Linked DNA regions of Ovis aries: region 1 is linked to region 2. A link is a contact called in public Hi-C data. All regions are on one chromosome and are shown on one strand. The core of a region is the stretch at or near the end of the contact, and the rest is flanking DNA. Distances in the headings are between cores, read along the strand shown.

Region 1 (4,346 bases), core at 756-3,255, 230 kb before region 2:
CCGATCTGTCGCCAACAAGCATTCCAAGGTGCTATGGAAGTTTCTGGATCTTGTTCCCCGTTTCTGTAGTTGTCTCATTGTGGACACCCGCCGGTGGACCACGCTTTGAGAAGTGCTTACGTAAGCTAGTTTGTGGTGACGCCATCCCAGTTTGTTCTGGAATCTTCTACCTGCTCACTGTGCCTCATGGAGTTCATAGTCCAGACCCTCGGAGCAGGTCTCATCAGTGGTTGGCTAGGCAGAGCTCCCCGACGTGCCCCACCACATGCCCGTCGTTTCCGGAGCTGTTCTGTGAGGACCCCAGACACTGTCTGGTCTCCCATTAGCCTGTGGACTGTAGTCTGTAGTCCTGACAGGCCCCGGGCTACAGAGGTTGAGGAACTGCTGTCTCTCTTCTGAGGCTCCCGCTTGTAACTTCGGCACCCCACGCTTTGCTGATCTCCCCCTCTACACTCACCCACACAGACCTGCCATCCTAGTCCCAGGACGCGTCAGGAGGCTTCCAGCCCTGGGTGCTGGTGCAGGAGCTTGAGTGCCAGGAGGTGCCAGGCACCATCTCTGTCTCCCTCCACAGGCACCAGGTCCCCCGGGGCCGTGGATGTCGGCAGCAGGGATGTCTCAGTACTGGACACAGATAGCCAAGCAGGGGACGAGGATGCTTTGGACTTCTTCCAGCAGCAGGATCAAGTGGAAGATGAGGGACTCCCCACGCTGGGCCACCAGGATGGGGATGCAGGGAAATCCTCAGAGGAGGAGGAGGCCCTGGACCCTCTGGGCATCATGCGGTACGTCTCCCCTTCTGGGTGGGGCGCCCCCCATCTGGCTTGCTCCGGGCTCCTCCCTCTCTCCTGGGGGTCGGAGAAAACCCATCTCCCTAGATCATCGCTGAGTACTCAGGGAGACTGGCTCTCTGTTCATCCTCAACATCTCCTGGGTCTTTGGGGCTGGGCCCAGGTATCGCCTGCCCCTCCCTGGTCACAGGGTGGGCCCCCAGCATTCTACAGAGGCCTGGCAGGCTGCCACCCCAACCCTGACACTTCAGCAGCCCAGGCATCCTGAACCCAGCCCAGGAGGCCTGGGTTCTCTGTCCAGTTCATCATGGAGCCTGTGACTTGCTTCGCGTGGCCGGGGCTCCACTGCCCTGAAGGTGGGGCTGTTTACCTTGACCCTGCCTCCAGGTAAGGCTGGAGGGGACTGATGACCCCTAAGGCTGAGAGTGATGGAAGGAGGTAGAGTAAGCCCTGTGTAGACTGTGGTTCCCTCTGTGTGCACATGCGTGAACACACGTGCACATGCACGTGCACTGGGGAAGAAGAGACAGCTAGCTGTGGTCTTGAAGGCCGCTTGTCCTGATTCTGGCACCCTCCTGTTCCATCTCCTTTCCTGGCCCTCTGACTTCCTTCAGCTAATCAGTGAGCTGCCCGTGAGTCCCCATGGTGAGCCCCCTGAGGTGGGGGAGGGGCTGCAGGCTAGATGAGACTAGAGAGCAAGACTTCAGCTTCCCAGGCCCCTCCAGCGGGCACCGGCTGAGGCGGTGGGCAGGACCTCCCAACCAGAAGGAGACAGGGGAGCCAGACAGACTCAGCACCATCACCACCTCCCCCAGCACCCTCACTTCTTGGCTGAAATGAGCAAGAAGCAAGGTGGGAACTGTTGGTTTTGAGCACCTACTGTGCACCAGGTGGTGTACCACGCCCTTTGTCTCCCGGATCTCACTGACAGCTCGCCCCGCAAGCAGGCATTGTCACGTCGCTTGACACGTTAAAGAGACTGGCGTCTGCAGGGGCCGGATGCCTTGCCCGCGGTCAGGGGACTGGGGAACAGTGGTGCTGGGATGCAAATGGAGCTCGGAATCCTGTCCGAGACCTCGGAGCCAACTGCCTGGGCTGGAGTCCTGGCAGTTTATCCCTCTCCGCCAGTTTTCTGCAGCGGAAGCACAGGGTAGTGATGGCAACCGGTCTCTTGGGGCTCTCGTGTAGGGTAAGTGGCTTAGATGTCACGGCCCCGTCTTTCTGCCTCTCCGCCTCCGCAGAGTTGGACTGCAGACCCAGGGTGACGTTGTCTCTGCCCGTCTGGCAAGTCCTGTTCCAGAAAGAAATTAGAGCCGAAGAGAGATGAGGCAGAGGCAAGTTCAACTTGAACAGCATGAAAAGTGCGGCCCAGAGAGCTCTGCCCACTGCTGGCAGGGCTTCCTCTCCTGTGTGACAGTGAGGGTGGGTGCATGGGGACATGTGGTCACAGGGTCACTGTGAGGCCAGCCTAGCGGGGCCAAGGAGCCAGACTTGAGAAAGATCCCAGGTGCTCAGGGAGATGGGAGACAAGAGCCGGAGGCCCTGCAGCTCCTTGGTGCCCAGGAGTCAGGCTCCTCCCAGCCCCTCATGCTGGCCTTGACCTGGGAGGAGGTCAGTGTCCCTGAGGGAACGACAGTGAGATCATATTGGGAGAAGTTCATTATCAGCCTTGGGCAGCCCGAGGGCCGTGTTGGGCTGTATTTGTTTGAACTCATCCTGTCTGTTGTTCTGAGTAACTGCATATTGCTCGCCCTCAGACTGAGATCGGCTTGCGTGGTTTGTGCCAGCCTTTGGCTGAAGGATGTGCTTAGTAAAACTGCTCCGTTTTGGGGTAGGAAAATGCTCTTTGGGGTTGGCAAGGGCTGCCTTTAATTTCCTGCTTTTACTTCAGTAGCAGATTGTCGGGCAAGGTACTGACTGTCACCCCCACTTCGGCCCCCCAGTGCCATCCCCAGCTCTGCACTCATGGGCCTCCTTCCTGAATCCAAGGAGAGCTGAGCACCTGAAAGAAATCCCGGAGTCTTTTGACCTTCTGTCAGTCTTTTCTTAAGCAATGTGATAATAGTCAGTGCTATTGCCTCCATTGGGAATAATAACAACTAGCTTTTTTTTGGAGAATGTATTAAATGCCAGGAATTGATTAGCCTTCACATGGATAGATATTTTCTATTTTTTTTTAAAGGTCATGACTCACCACATTGCTTTCCGGATCCGTTGTGGATCTGGCTTGGGAAATGGTGCCCTAGGAAGCTGGCCCTGGCATCAGGCCCATTCTGTGTATGAAGAGCCTGATGTTTGGGGTCTGGTGATTCATTCACATTCATTCAGCCCCAAATGGCAGAGTTAGGACTTGATGCCACCTCCCTGTCTTGGCCCTCGATCCAGTCTTCCAGCAGAGCCCTGGGATTATACCCCCCTTTCACAGATGGGAACATAGAGGACAGAGCTGAGAGGGCGCTTGGCCAGAGCCTTAGGTGTGGCAGAGCCCTGCCTTGAAGTCAGGCCTCTCCTGGGACCCCCAGGTGGGCCTGTTAACCCTCTTGGTGCAGTGCGGCCCACCCCACCCTGCGGTGAGGAACACTCTGATCTTTGCAGGAGTGATGTGCTCTGCGTGCTCATTTCTCCATCCTGTGCTCTCAGTTCCTCTGTGGATGCAGCATCTCTGCTTTCCCAGCCACCCCACCCTGAGCGCCCATCTGGGCCAGGCTCTGGCTCTCCGTTTCCAGGTGTCGGCCCTTCCTGCCATGGCCACCGTGGGGCGCTGTTGCTCCACTGCAGGGCTGCTGGGAGGGTGCGCGCCGTGGCACAAAGCCTGGTTTTCCTTTGTCTGTTAAACCTGGTTTTGATTAGGGAAAGAGGCATTACTAGACCATTAGAAAGTGCCTCAAGATAGGAAAAAAAAAACCCTCACCACCCAGCCACTGTGCTGTTTGCAGATTTTTTTTTTTGCATCCCTGTCCCAGGCTGATCCGCATAACTGCAAACATAGCACACATGCCTTTTATACTCTGCTTTTTCACTTAATGTCCTCACCGTCGCTTTCCACGTGGAACACAGTTTTCATATTTAACTTTCTGTTTTAGAGATTTCACAGTTCTAAGAAAGGTGAAGTTCTCCCATAATAGTTCTGCCTTTGGCTGGAAATACTCTGCTAGGAACATTTTTAACTGTAACTCAAATAATATACAATTAGCGTAGAAAAATTAAAAGCACATTTAAAAGCCCTTTTGTCATGAAGGTATATGCTTCTGGTTCAGTTCAGTTCAGTCGCTCAGTCATGTCCGACTCTTTGCAACCCCATGAACCGCAGCACGCCAGGCCTCCCTGTCCATCACCAACTCCCGGAGTTTACCCAAACTCATGTCCATCGAGTTGGTGATGCCATCCAGCCATCTCATCCTCTGTCGTCCCCTTCTCTTCCGGCCCTCAATCTTTCCCAGCATCAGGGTCTTTTCAAATGAATCAGCTCTCCGTATCAGGTGGCCAAAGTATTGGAGTTTCAGCTTCAGCATCAGTCCCTCTAATGAACACCCAGGACTGATCTCCTTTAGGATG
Region 2 (4,292 bases), core at 995-3,494:
GCATCGCTGACTGGATGGACATGGGTCTGAGTGAACTCTGGGAGTTGGTGATGGACAGGGAGGCCTGGCATGCTGCAATTCATGGTGTCGCAAAGAGTTGGACACGACTGAGTGACTGAACTGAACTGAACTGATATAGCTCCCGCATCTGATATGGAGATAGGAAGAGGAAGTCCAGACACACACACCCAACCTCTTGTTTCTTTTATCTCTCTGTTATCCTCCCTATATACTTCTGGGCCAGAGAGCTCAGCTCTCCACCTTCAGTCTGGGTGGAACATCCTGTCCTTCTTCGTCCCTCTGGCTAGAAGCCTTGTGGAAGCAGCAGCCATGGACTGAATGGAAGCTTTTCTTCTTTGAGCGAGAAGCTCTGTGGTGAGTATATCAAGCTTATTCTTGAAATGAGAGCTAGAGAACATTCAGAAAGCTTGTGCGTTTGTGCTCAGTCGTTCAGTCGTGTTAGACTCTTTGCAACCCCACGGACCGTAGCCTACCAGGCTCCTACCAGGCTCCTCCATGGGATTTTCCAGGCAAAAATATTGCAGTGAGCTGCCATGCCCTACTCCAGAGGATCTTCCCGACCCAGGGGTTAAACCCACATCTCTTGCTTCTTCTACATTGGCAGGCGGATTGTTTACCACTAGCGCCACCTGGGAAATCCAGAAAGTTCGAGGTTACCAAAGACATTGCTTTAAGATCTGCAAGTGCTACCCTCACCGCTGACAAACAAGCAGGATCTCAGCAGGCCAGGGGGCCCCTATTCTGTGCTACTTTAAGGGGAAGATGGCAGAGTCTGATGAAGGGTGGGCCAGCTACTAGAGAAACAAACACTTATTCTGTTTTGGCAAATTTAAAGAAAAAAGAAAAACCAAAATGAGACAAATTTTTGAAAAATGAAGAGAGAGAGAAATTTGGTGAAACCAGATGCCCACAAAACCTCAGGGCCCAACTCTCCATCAGGGACATCATGGCTGTTGCTGAAATGAAAGCAGTCGGGCTTGTGGAATCGTGGATGAGAGGGGCTGGCCTTGCATTGGCCCACGTGCGCAGTTATGCCAAGGCCAGCCACCGGAAGCTCTATTGCTGGCCTTCTCACGCTCCAGCCAGGGAAGTGGTATGTCTTCTGTAAGTGGTGTTTCTTAGACCTTGCCTCTTGCTGAGCTTCCACCTTCTTTTGGAAGGAATAGGAGCTACAGAGCCAGCCATGTCAGCTCAGCTAAAGCAGGAGGAATGGACTAGTTCTGCAGATTGGTGTGGCTGAGCCCAGAAAAAAGTGACCCCAGGATCCAGGGATCTGCAGGATGCTGGTCAGGGGCCGTGACTTGCTACCAAAGGCCCTGGCCTCCCAGACCCGGGTCCTCAAACTCCTCTTGACGAGGGCTGTTCTCAGAGCCCAGAGGAGCTGAGGTGCCCCTGGGTGGTCACAGCTTTGAAGCTGGCCTATGTGTGCACGTGTGTGTACATGTGTGTATGCATGCATGTGTACGTGTGTGTGTGCATGTATGTCTGCATGTATGGATGTGTGCATGAATATAAGTATGGTATAGGCGAGTTGAGGGAGGGGCATGGGTTGCAGTTGGGGCCTGACCCCAAGTAAGTGCTCTGTTGCAGGGGTTTCCTCCCAGGACGCCCCCTCTCCCCCCATAGCATTCCATATTTTCCCCTTCATCTGGAAAAACTTAGTTTCTCTTGGCCAGACCATGCTCAGACGCAGCCCCTCTGATCTGTGGCCACAAGGAGACTTTGAGGGTCTCAAACATGGGGTCTCACACACCCAGGCAATCAGGCCCAGGTGAGGCTTCCAGGTGGGGTGGGATGGAGCAGCCTGGGGTCCAGCCTGGGCTTTTGACACCCTGGACAATCTGAGAGCCTGTATTTCCTGGAAGAATCCTTTCAAAAACGCCCTGGGACATGAGCACTGGGGATAAGGCCCAGTTCCAATTTCTAAGGCTCTGGAGCCCTTGAGAGAGCATGGGAAAGGGACTGTCAACTCAGAGATCTTGAGGAGGCCCTGGCTCTTCTCTGAGCCTGAAACAGCCCATCTGTCCAAGGTCGTTCAGTGGGCTGCTCTGTCTCTCTGCTTTAGTAAAGCAGTGAAGGAGGAGTAGTCCCTGCCCCCTCTACTGAGCATGGCGTTCCTACCTCACCCCATCTATCCTACCCTCAACCTCACCCCTAGACAGAGGCAGAGCACTGGCAGAGGCTGGGAGGGTGGACACTGGGTCTGGACTGTGAGTTGCTGCCCTCTAGTGGGCCCAGAGGGAGGGAGGGAGAGAGAACTAGATAGAAAGGAGAGAGTTGTGAGAGGGAAGGGACAGGGAAAGGGAGACAGAAAGCCCTCAAGCAAAGGAGGGTAGAGGAGGTTGGGGTGGGGGAGGACACAGGAGATGGAGCAAGCTGAAGAGGAGAGGTCTCCATGTGGGCATCTCCGCCCCTGGGCAGCGCTCTTTCCCACCACATGGTCCATGTTCCCACCTGACTTGTACACCAGCCACCAAGAGCTCTTATCTGGTTGAGTGCAACCAGGGCTCTCACTCAGCTCCAAGAGCTCCAACCAAGATGGGAATTCCTGAACCCACTGGGGTTTCTGCTGGGTTGGTCCAGGTGTTTCCTCTTGAGAGGCCCCCTCTGAAGGGCAGCAGCCAGATGGATCAGCTTGGGTTTCATCTCTCCATGCCTCCAACTGCCCCATTGATCCCTCTGATTCCCACTCCACATTTATGTTTCTGCTAAATCTGTATTTCTGTCCTTGAGATTCCTCCAGAACTTCAGATCTATACACCCAGCTGTCTACTGGATTCTCCATCTACCTGTCCCTTAAACACCTCAAAACTCAACACATCTGAAACCGAACTCATCACCTTCCCCAGGCCCTCTTTTCCTAGCAGCCCTGCCAGGATTCCTTGATCATTCTCCATTTTTTCTAAGAGGTGTACCCATCTCGTGGCCACCAAGCTCTCCCTCAGGAAGGACAGGTTTAATCCCCAAATGCTAGGAGTGCCGCTGGCAGAAAGCCCTCAGCTGTCCATCTGCCTCAGGGATATCGTCAGCAGCAGGGACCCATCTTAGCTATGCCCACTCCTTTCCCAGTGAGGTCTACATCCAAAGAACCATCACTGTGGGAATCGAAAGCCCCGCCCCATTGCTGGGGTTGGCGCAGTTCTGCAGGGTCATCCACATATGGTCAGCTGGGCTTGCTGTTGAGGCTGCATTGTGGCTCACTTGTCCATCTTCCCATCATGCTTCCTTTCCTTCCCTCCTCCGGGTGCTGATGGCAAGAGAGCTACCTAATCAACCTGTGGAACTGGAATCTGTCTCAGAACCCCCTTTCCAGGAAATGCATTCTGGGCACAAACCTGAGTCCTGGCTGATGTCTCCTCCTCCCCACCCACAATCAAAAAAAGCAGGCCAGTCTTCCTTGCCATATGCCCCAGGTATCACCACATCCCTCACACCCTCTGCCACCAGCCCAGGTCCCCTCCACAGACAGCGCTCACCCTCAGTTCCTTCCAGCACAGGGAGCCAGATTCATCTTCCAAAGCACCACCCTCCTCCCTAGAGATGCATTTTAACTCCAGCCCACGTACCTCACTCAGGGGTCCCCATTGTCTGAGCCAAACTGTCTCACAGCCTTTCCCTCTCTAGACTAGATAGGCCCCACCACACTCCCAGAGCAGGCCAGCCAGGAGCATGGTCCCATGTTGGAGGAGGAGGCCGGGTGGTACAGACTTTAGCCCTGCCTGGTTGCCCGTAGTAACGGGATGGAATCTCTCTGTGTCTGAGGCTCCCACTCAAGAGGCCCCTCTCTGGGCTGCGATGATTAACAGTTGTGAGCGGCACCAGGATCCATGAATCACAGACAGAGATGGACGCCTGGAGCAGGGTCAGGGCACAAAGGCAGTAACTCATGTTCCCCCAGGCTCACACAGTCTGCCCCTCACACAGTCCCCAGGCCCCTGTGAGGACCCGGGACATGCCTGTGCCCAGTGAGAAGTGAGGATGAGGCCGGTGCCCTTCTCTGACAAACGACTCCATTTTTTCTTTTCTCATCATCTAGACTTTTCTTTCTCTTACAGCACTGAACTTTATAGAGTCAGATCCTGTGGCACTGATTGCTCTTACTATCTCATATGTAAAATCAAGCCCTTAAAAGTCACTCACTCTGAGATTCAGAATTCTTTTTCTTTCTATATTTTTGCGGGTTTTCGTTTCTAACTTTGGCGGGTATATAAAAATTGTTTTAATTTTTGCTCTTTCAGTTCATTTCAATTCAGTTCAGTCGCTCAGTCATG

What was found. A called contact is a pair of places that touch in the nucleus more often than the background predicts.
Region 1: a Hi-C map of omental adipose tissue shows a contact between it and region 2, with 4 times the contacts expected there. The contact joins two enhancer-like sites. A contact is called at or near these places in 6 of 16 Hi-C or Micro-C datasets (blood, liver, muscle and 2 more).

Annotation. Positions count from the first base shown.
Region 1 is chr3:28,492,315-28,496,660 of ARS-UI_Ramb_v3.0, reverse strand. HS1BP3 (HCLS1 binding protein 3) reads left to right here. Exons shown (of 7, transcript XM_027966542.3): 4 at 575-785. Among named protein-coding and RNA genes, the nearest start is that of HS1BP3, 27 kb to the left of the region's middle. Within about 2 kb of position 2,005, at least 12 of the 54 cell types and tissues checked have an H3K27ac peak or open chromatin away from gene starts, as enhancers often do.
Region 2 is chr3:28,260,858-28,265,149 of ARS-UI_Ramb_v3.0, reverse strand. No RefSeq gene overlaps it. Among named protein-coding and RNA genes, the nearest start is that of TRNAS-GGA, 4.4 kb to the right of the region's middle. Within about 2 kb of position 2,244, at least 13 of the 54 cell types and tissues checked have an H3K27ac peak or open chromatin away from gene starts, as enhancers often do.